Linked DNA regions of Athene noctua: region 2 is linked to region 1. A link is a contact called in public Hi-C data. All regions are on one chromosome and are shown on one strand. The core of a region is the stretch at or near the end of the contact, and the rest is flanking DNA. Distances in the headings are between cores, read along the strand shown.

Evidence for each region. A called contact is a pair of places that touch in the nucleus more often than the background predicts.
Region 2: a Hi-C map of heart shows a contact between it and region 1, with 3 times the contacts expected there. The contact joins the promoter of CDKN1B here to the promoter of DUSP16 in region 1. A contact is called at or near these places in 2 of 2 Hi-C or Micro-C datasets (heart and liver).

The regions. Positions count from the first base shown.
Region 1 is chr3:4,150,076-4,154,059 of bAthNoc1.hap1.1, forward strand. It overlaps DUSP16 (dual specificity phosphatase 16), which reads right to left and starts at 2,682. Exons shown (of 8, transcript XM_074901802.1): 1 at 2,441-2,682.
Region 2 is chr3:4,332,185-4,336,511 of bAthNoc1.hap1.1, forward strand. It overlaps CDKN1B (cyclin dependent kinase inhibitor 1B), which reads left to right and starts at 2,402. Exons shown (of 3, transcript XM_074901809.1): 1 at 2,402-3,421; 2 at 3,979-4,110. The coding sequence starts at 2,947. The coding sequence ends at 4,100.

The DNA of each region.
Region 1 (3,984 bases), core at 1,432-3,931:
GGGGCTCCACTCCCCCACCTCCAGCTGCTGGCTGGGAACACAGAGGCACAGGGCTCCCAGGGCAGAGTCATTTTGCCAAGGAAGGTGCACAGGCACATGGCAGATACAACCACAACTCCTCCCACGGGCTGAGGGCTGGCGCAGACCCCAGAGGAGCGGGGGCTGGCTTGGGAGACAGAGCTCCCAGCGAAATCCATTTAACACATTCCTGCGCAGCTTCTGCTGATACCGTTCCTATGGACAGTTGAAGCTATTCTAGCTAAAAACAAACATCCTTGCCAGGCTAGGTGCCTTCACTGAAAGAAGAGCACGCATTTTACAGAAACAAAGATAAACTGAGCTCACTGTCTTCCACAGAAGTATTTCTGGTGTGATTTCGTTCCATTATATCTGCTTAGGTAGTTAACAAAACCAGAGCTACTGGGGCAGGAATGTATTTACGTGTTTTTATACAACATGTTGCATTTTTAAATGCTTAGTTGGGCTTTCTAGACCTTGGCACGTGTATTAAGCCATATAGCTACCACCTCTCATTAGCACAGGAACTGGCACCTTCTCTGCTGCTTTTACTTAATTTGATCATTTAAAAAGAGGCTTTGAAATTGGGTATTAAGATACACTGAAGAATTATTGTATTAAACAAGCGTAATGATGACAATTTATTACACCTCAGACATTTTTTATAGACTCCTTCCTAAAAATATTAATAAGCATACTCAGGAAAAGGCAGAATTTACTTTTAAGTATCACTATTCTTTGTATCTTTTATCATTAAAAATTAAAGCTAAAAATACACGTACAACCCCCCTGTTGCATACTCGCTCCACATTCAAATAGAAACCCCCAGACAACCAACATAAACAACTGTGATGAATGCTTCAATCTCCAATGGGCAGTGGGATGAACACCATAAAAAGAAATTAAGACTTACTATTTTTCCACCTCCCCTCAAAACACAAGAGTCTAAACCAACTCCTGTTTGGTCAGTTGTGACTTTGTAAACTCTGTATCTCCCAAACCACACGCTGCCAGGAATAGCATAAATCTCAAAAAGCAAGGATTACAAAATCATTTTGGGGTTTTGGTTGGTTTTTCTTTTTTTTTTCTTTTGAGAACCCCAACATACATCCTTACAAGGAGAAACAGTTCAATCTGCTTTCAGCTTTCAAAAACTAGCACAGATCTATTTATTCTGCTGGGTATACACCAAATGTTTGAACAAAAAAAAAGTTAGTCATAAGTCAGACAATACAGCTCGCTATGACTACACCCTTTGCTTGAAGGAAAACCTAGAGATCAATTTTCTATTTCAACCAGCTGAAATGACAATAAAGTAAATTCTCCTGGCTTTTTTTTTTTTCCCTAAAAAACAGCTTCCCATCTGACATCTAGCCGAATGTTTTCTTGGCTGCTGAAAAATCCTACCATTGGTCAGGCTTTGCAACAGGCACATCCCATACACCTGGTTCGGGAGGCACTGATGCGCGCTCAACTCCTCAACCCCGCCACTTCTACAGGGGAAAAAAAAAAAAAATATATACATATATATATATATATAAATTCAGGGGAGAGCATCTGTCAGGCCGCATCCTGGGGCCAGCCACAGAGTTACGGGAGCGCAACACCAGGTTAACAGTTTGCAATTTGCTTCGCTCCTGGACTCCACAGCAGCCCTCCATTTTGTCAACTGCCTCAATTTAAACCTCTTCTAAGTTGAAGGTAAAACTTCCAACATTTCTTCGGGAGCCCTCCGGGGCTTTAAAGCATCCTCGACCATTTTAAGCAGGGGGAAGCCTGTTCGGAGCAGCACTGTTTACTAAGTTTAGAAAGGCAGGCGCGCACGCCGAGGCTGACCAGCAGCCTCCCCAAACATCCCCTGCAGACGGTTTCGGGGTGCGCTGAAGCAGTCCGCGCTCTCTTGCTCATCCCCTCCAGCGGCGAGCTGCCCCCCCGCCCCGCACAAAAGCCGCCCGGCTTTCTCCCCCCTCTCCCCCGCCTTTACCAGGAGAGGCAGGTGGCTACCGGGAGGTGAGAAAGGACGAGGAGGAGGAGGAAACAGCCGGAGCCTCCGCGGGCAGCAGGTTGGGGGAGCGGGTCGGGGCGGCCCGTCGGTGTCGGTACCGGTGTCGGTACCGGTGTCGGTACCTCCCCACCCCCCTTCCCCCGTTCCTTACCACCTGCGCAGGCGGCCGGAGCCTGCCCGGGCCGGGGCAGCGACCTGTCGGCTGCGGGCTCTCTCCTCCGGAGGTGAAGGGGCAGCGGGGAAGGGCATGCGGGAGGGAGGGCTCCCGCCGCCCGCCTCTCCCTCACCTCCCTCCTCCTCCTCCACCTCCTCCTCCTCCTCCCCGCCCAGCCCTGCCCGGCCCCCCCCCGCACCCCTCCGGGCTGCTGCCGCGGGGCAGCCCCGGCTGAGGGTCCCTGCGCTCCTCCCGGCACTTACTGTTTCACCCCCCGTCTGTCTGTCTGTCTGTCTGTCCCCTCGGCAGGGATAAAAGTTGTCGCCACCGGCCTCGCCGCTGCCGCCTGAAACAACTTTGTCTCCTTCCAGCCGCTGGGAAAGCTCCTCTTTTTCCTTCTTCTTCAATTAAAAAAAAAAAAAACAAAACCAAAACACACAAAAAAACCCAAAAAACAGCAATTTAAAAAAAAAAATAAAAGAGAACAGAAAAACTATATTAGGCTTTTTTTTTTTTTTTTTTTTAAGAGGGGGAAGCGTGAAGGTGGGAGGGGAGAGGAGAAGAAAATGGAAACATTTGGAGTTTTTTTTTTCCTCTCTCCTCCCCCCCCCCCCCCCCCCCAAGATGGCTTGAGAAAATTAAAAGGGGACAGTGATAGGGGAGAGACGGGGGGACAGTGAAAAGCTCGGGAGGGGGTAGAAAGTTAAGGGGTTTGGGGGGTATTTTTTCGCTTTTTTTTTTTTCTTTTTTTTTTTAAAGTCTTCGGTTCCCAGATCCAAACGATTACAAACAAACGGGCCGAGCAGGCAGGCACAAGGAGGGGAGCGAGCGAGAGAAAAAAGAGTTTTGCTGGTCAGTAAACTTCAAGCTGCTGGGATGAGGTCATTGGTGTAAAAATAAAGCGGTGGCGTCATTTGAAACCAATCCCAGTGAATGAACTCAGCCGGGGGGTGAAGGTGGGGGAGAAGGAGAAAGAGGAGGAGCGGGGAGCGAGGATCCCCGCGGGGAGATGGAGGCGGCCACCGCCGCGCAGCCCCGGGTGGCGGGGAACCGAGGGGGGGGGGGATGTCTCACGCCGTCCCATGCTGTCACCGGGGGGGACACGCGTCCGCTGCCCCCGACCTCCCGCCGCAGCCGCCGGGCCGGCCCCTGGGAGGAGCCGCCGCCGGGGAGCGATTCAACCGAGCCGCCGCCGCGGCCCTTCCCCGCCCTTCGCCCGGCCCGGGGCGGGAGGGGGGAGGCTCCTCCCGCCGTGGCCCTCGCCTCCCCCTTCCCCTCCCCACAGCGGCCTCAGCGTCCCCCTCCATCCCCGGCGTCCCCCTCCGTCCCCAGAGCCAGCCCCGAGGCGGGCCCGTCGCCCTGGGCCTTGCCGGGCATGTGGCGCGGCACGACGCCATGGCGAGGCCCGTCCCTGCGCGGCCTGCCCTCAGCGCTCCCGCCGCCCAGGCCCGTCGTGCTCCCTGCCACCAGGTAAAGGGCCTTCGCTGGCTCCCTACGAACTGCTCTGGTCTTTTGATGGTCTTTTGATGAAGTAACGCTGGGCGGTGCGATGCAGAACCGTTAAAGTGTTAAGGCGGCAAACCCTCCCGTGGTAGTGTTGATGTGGGCAAAGCGCCCTGTTGGCTACACGAGGGCCTTCCCCTTTAAATAACCTGGTTCAATAAAAAAACCCCTTAAAAATCCAAAAGCAGTGACTTGAAGAAAGTTAAGTCTCACAGAAATACAATTATTTTTGTCCAACACGTGTCTGTTCTGACTAGTACCAATGTACTAGGTGCGTTCTTCAGCTGTTTTAAGGGTCCTGTCT
Region 2 (4,327 bases), core at 1,152-3,651, 180 kb after region 1:
AAAGCAAGGGGTGGGGTGGTGTGATGGAGGAGAAGGAATAGAGGGATAAACCAAGGCGCAGCCCGCTCCTTTTTTATTTTCTCGTTTGCTTCCTTCAATGGCTTAAATTATTTGCGCCCCCGCCCTCCCACTTTGGCTTTAATTATTCCTTTTCAATATACTTGTGCAGCATCTAGGGGCTTAGTCCCAGGCCCTTGTGCTGGGAGAGGTATAAACAGCACAAAAAACCCCTAAAAAAAAATAAATTTCTTGTCCTACAGTAACTTCTTCTTTTCCAAGATAAATCAGCGCTGTTTCGCACTGCGGTTGCATTCTCGGTTGGGGCACGCAGTCTTTTCCAATATTTGGACCCTATTTTTTTTTTTTTCCCCTCCCTGGTATGTGTTTCTACTCTGATACAACGTCGTCATCCTACCCACGAGGGGTTTTGCCTTTCTTTTGCGGGCTCAGGAGACAAGCTGTGACTCCCAGGGAGCAGAGACTGGGAACTCCTCATCTAAGGAGTCAGTGGTGGGACACTGAGCGGGTTACCACAGGCAGGGTGAGCCCTGGGGGTGTCTTCAGGGAACCCCCAGATGTATTTTACAGATCACTTTCTTAGCCTACAATTATCTTTTTTTGTAGATCAACAAAACAAGCCAAGCGCCCCACACCTGACAGAGAAAGTGAGGAGAAGTTTGAAATGGCACTTCCTTGCTGGTGGCTATGGAAGTCAAAGACAGGAAGGCCTGGAGAAACGAAGATGAAATCCTGCAAATAAAGCAGATGAATAGGCCGCGCTTTGCCAGCTGACGCAGTTTTATCATGGGCTTGCAACTTCAAAAAAAAGCCTCAGCTCCTGCAGACATGAGAATGTCAGCTTTAATTTTCTGTAAGTGAATTGCTAGGACTTGCGGTTGCTGAGAAGAGTTGGAAAACAACTTCTGAGCGCTGAAAAACCCAGCAAACAAATAAAAATAACATGGCTAATATTTTATTTCAACCTTGTGGTTTTTAAACCAATCTCATTTGTTTTTTGTTTTTTGTTTTTTTTTTTTTGCCTGCGCACATCGGGTTTTTGAATTTGGGGTCTGGCAAATCTGAGATTACTGGGGCGAGTTGGTGTGAGCGGATGCTGGGGGCTACTGCCTCGGGGCTAATGATGGCTGTGGAATGGTTTTGTCCCCTCTCTAGTGTGTGCAGAGTTTATAGTGTATCAGTTCACAAGAGCAACAACAGCAAAGGTTTCAGTGGCCCATCAAACCTGTAGACCCCAAACGAGAGTGAGTTTCTCTGTAAGGACAGCGCAGGGTAGAAGCTCCACGTCTTCAAGACCAAACCAGCTGAGTTAAACTCAGTTGTGCGGACTCCTGCCTTGCTGAGATAGCTCATCACTGCTGCAGCCCCCCCTCCCCAATGAAAATTTGGAGAGGAAACCTGGCCAGGTGGATTAGTGTGAAGAGCCTCCAGCCCTCCTAAGATTCAGGCCCTGGATCTGGGTCCCTGGAAAAGTCAAAACCTTCATTCAGCACCTGCGAGCACCCGCAGCGTCCCACAACGCATGGAGGGGGCTGCCCTGCCTCGAGAGGGAAGATTTCAGAGGAAAGGGCTGGGGACGAGGAGGATGGAGAGGAGGACACTGCACTGCCCTTGTCTCCACCGTACCTGCTATCTGAGGAAGTTGGCTTAGAAAATCCCTGGCGGTGACTCTTGGCTCATCTAATCTTCTGAGCACACCAACAGGACAAAACCCAACGCTTTTGTTTTCTTTCCCTTCTTTGCCGAGATCTGAATTCCTTGGGGTTTTTTTTTAGAGCCATTTCTTCACTTAGTCCTGAGAAGGCAGCAAGAGGTGCTCCTCCTGCCCTCCCCTGGGAGCCCCCCCAGCCTGGCTCCTGGCTCTTGCAGTGGGGTCGGGGTGCTGTGGGGTCAGGGTGCTGTGGGGTCGGGGTGCTGCTCGCCCCCCTGCATACCCCGGGGAGAGGGGACACCCCCGCTACAACCAACCCCTGACCTCAAGGGGTGGGCGAACTGCATCAGAGCCCAACCCGTCAAAAATCAGAGCGGTGGGATTCTCCTGTCACAGGAATGCGCCAAAATCTCACCAGCCGCCACCACGACTGGGGTGTCTGAGGGGATGGGGGCGGTGGCGGTTTGGCTGGGACGGACACACAGACACAAACCCTGCCGGGCCCGGGTTTCGCGGACGGAGGTGGCGATCGTGGTGCCTTCCCGCCTCCAGCCCCCCCCCCCCCAGCTCCGCGGGGCATCACCCGCCGGGCCCGGCCCGACCGGGGCCACCTTTAGAGCCGGCGGCGGCGGCGAGGTGGGGCCGGTCCGACGGGGCGGCGCCCGCCGCCTTAACCAATAGCTCGGCCGGGCTGTTTTAAATAGACTCGTCCTGTCAATCAATTTCTTCTTCGTCATCCTCCCTTCAATCGCCATATTGGGAAACCGAGAAAAGGGCTCGTCTCTTGTTTTCATCCCTCCTCTCGCTTTTACTACGCGGCGGCGGTGCGAGCGGCGGGGGCATCACCACCACCCACCAGCTTCCCCCCCGCCCCGAACACAGGCGGGGCAGCGCAGCGCGGAGCCGGAGCCGCGGAGGGCAGCGCAGCTCCTCCGCCTCTGCGCGCTCCCTCTGCGCAACCGCTTCATCCAAACCCGCCCGGGGCTCCCCGACGGCGGCGACGGCGGCGGCTTTCGGGGTTTCCCCCACCCCGGGCCGGCGCTTATGAGAGGACATCTCATCGCCCCTTCTCCGCGGGCCGAGGGTGAGCGGGGCCGAGGCGCGGCCGGAACGCGGAGCAGCGCGGAGAGGAGGCGCGGAGGAGAGCCGCCGAGCGCCGAGAAATAAAAAGGCGGAGAAGAAGAGGAGGAGAGGAGGAGGAGGCTGGAGGCGGGGGGGGGGGGGGGGAGAGCTGCGAGCAAAACAACCGCCGCCAGAAGAAAAGAGGGTGGGGGGAGATGTCAAACGTCCGTATTTCTAATGGGAGCCCTACCCTGGAGCGCATGGAAGCCAGGCAGTCGGAGTACCCGAAGCCGTCAGCTTGTAGGAACCTCTTCGGGCCGGTGAATCACGAAGAGTTAAACAGGGACTTGAAGAAGCACCGCCAGGAGATGGAGGAGGCATGCCAGAGGAAGTGGAATTTCGATTTCCAGAATCACAAGCCGCTGGAAGGCAGGTACGAGTGGCAAGCCGTGGAGAAAGGGAGTTCGCCCGACTTCTACTTCAGACCCCCCCGGCTACTGAAAGCTGTCTGCAAGTCCGCCGGTCGCCAGAGCTTGGATGTAAACGGGAATTGCCAAACCGTGGTTTTTGTCGGTTCTCAGGGAATCTCAGAGGACACTCACTGTGTAGAGCAAAAGACTGATGTTTCTGAAAACCAGACGGACTTTGCAGAGCAGTGCACTGGGCAGAGGAAAAGACCTGCCACCGATGGTAAGGTACCCTCGCGAAAACCTCCGCCTGTCCCCGCGGGCAGGTGACACCGGGGCCCTCGGCCCCCTCCACCCCGTCCCACGCGTGGGTCGCGGGGGGCTTGGTGTACACCCCAGCCTGGAAAAAAAAAAAACAAACCACAAACAAAACCAACCCGGGTGGCTTGTTTGCGGTCCCGGGGGGGCTCCGCGTTCAATGGGAGCCGGTAGATGATTTTTAAGGAAAAGCTTTTAAAACAAGGGTCATCCCCCCTCCGCGTCCTCTCGCCGCCCCCCTGGGGTTACCCGGCCTCCTGCCCGGGTGGGAGGCGGCTCGTAACGCTCACGCGAAGCAAAAAAGGGACAGGGATTTTAGCCGAAAACAGGAAAGTTGGATCTCTTACCTAGAGAGGAGCCCATGTCCCCTCCCCCTGCTCGCTCTCACGTAGCCCAGAGCTGACAAGGGGATCCGGGAATACACCCCCCACCCCCCTCGGTTGCCGAGCAAACATCTGGAAGGAAAATATTTTAATATCACTCCCCCCCCCCCCCGGCTTGTTTTTAATGTTCCCCTCCTAGATTCCTCTCCTCAAAATAAAAGAGCCAACACAACAGAAGAAGAGGTTTCAGAAGACTCCCCCAGTTCCAGTTCAGTGGAGCAAACACCCAAGAAATCAAGCCCGAGAAGACATCAAACGTAAAAGCCTTTAGGTAGGTTCCCCTTAGGGTCCGGCCTTAGGATGCAAACAAGGGAAAGAAGGGGTGACCGCATGGGTATCCTGCGTTTGGGGGTGTCTTCACACCCCCCCACCTCTCCCCCGGGGTCATTTCTCCGCGGACGGAGTGTTTTTTCGCTGGGGATGGGGGTGTGGTGGAGGGTGGGGGTGGGACGCGCAGGGCTTGAAAAGAACAAAACAAGGAGCGAAGG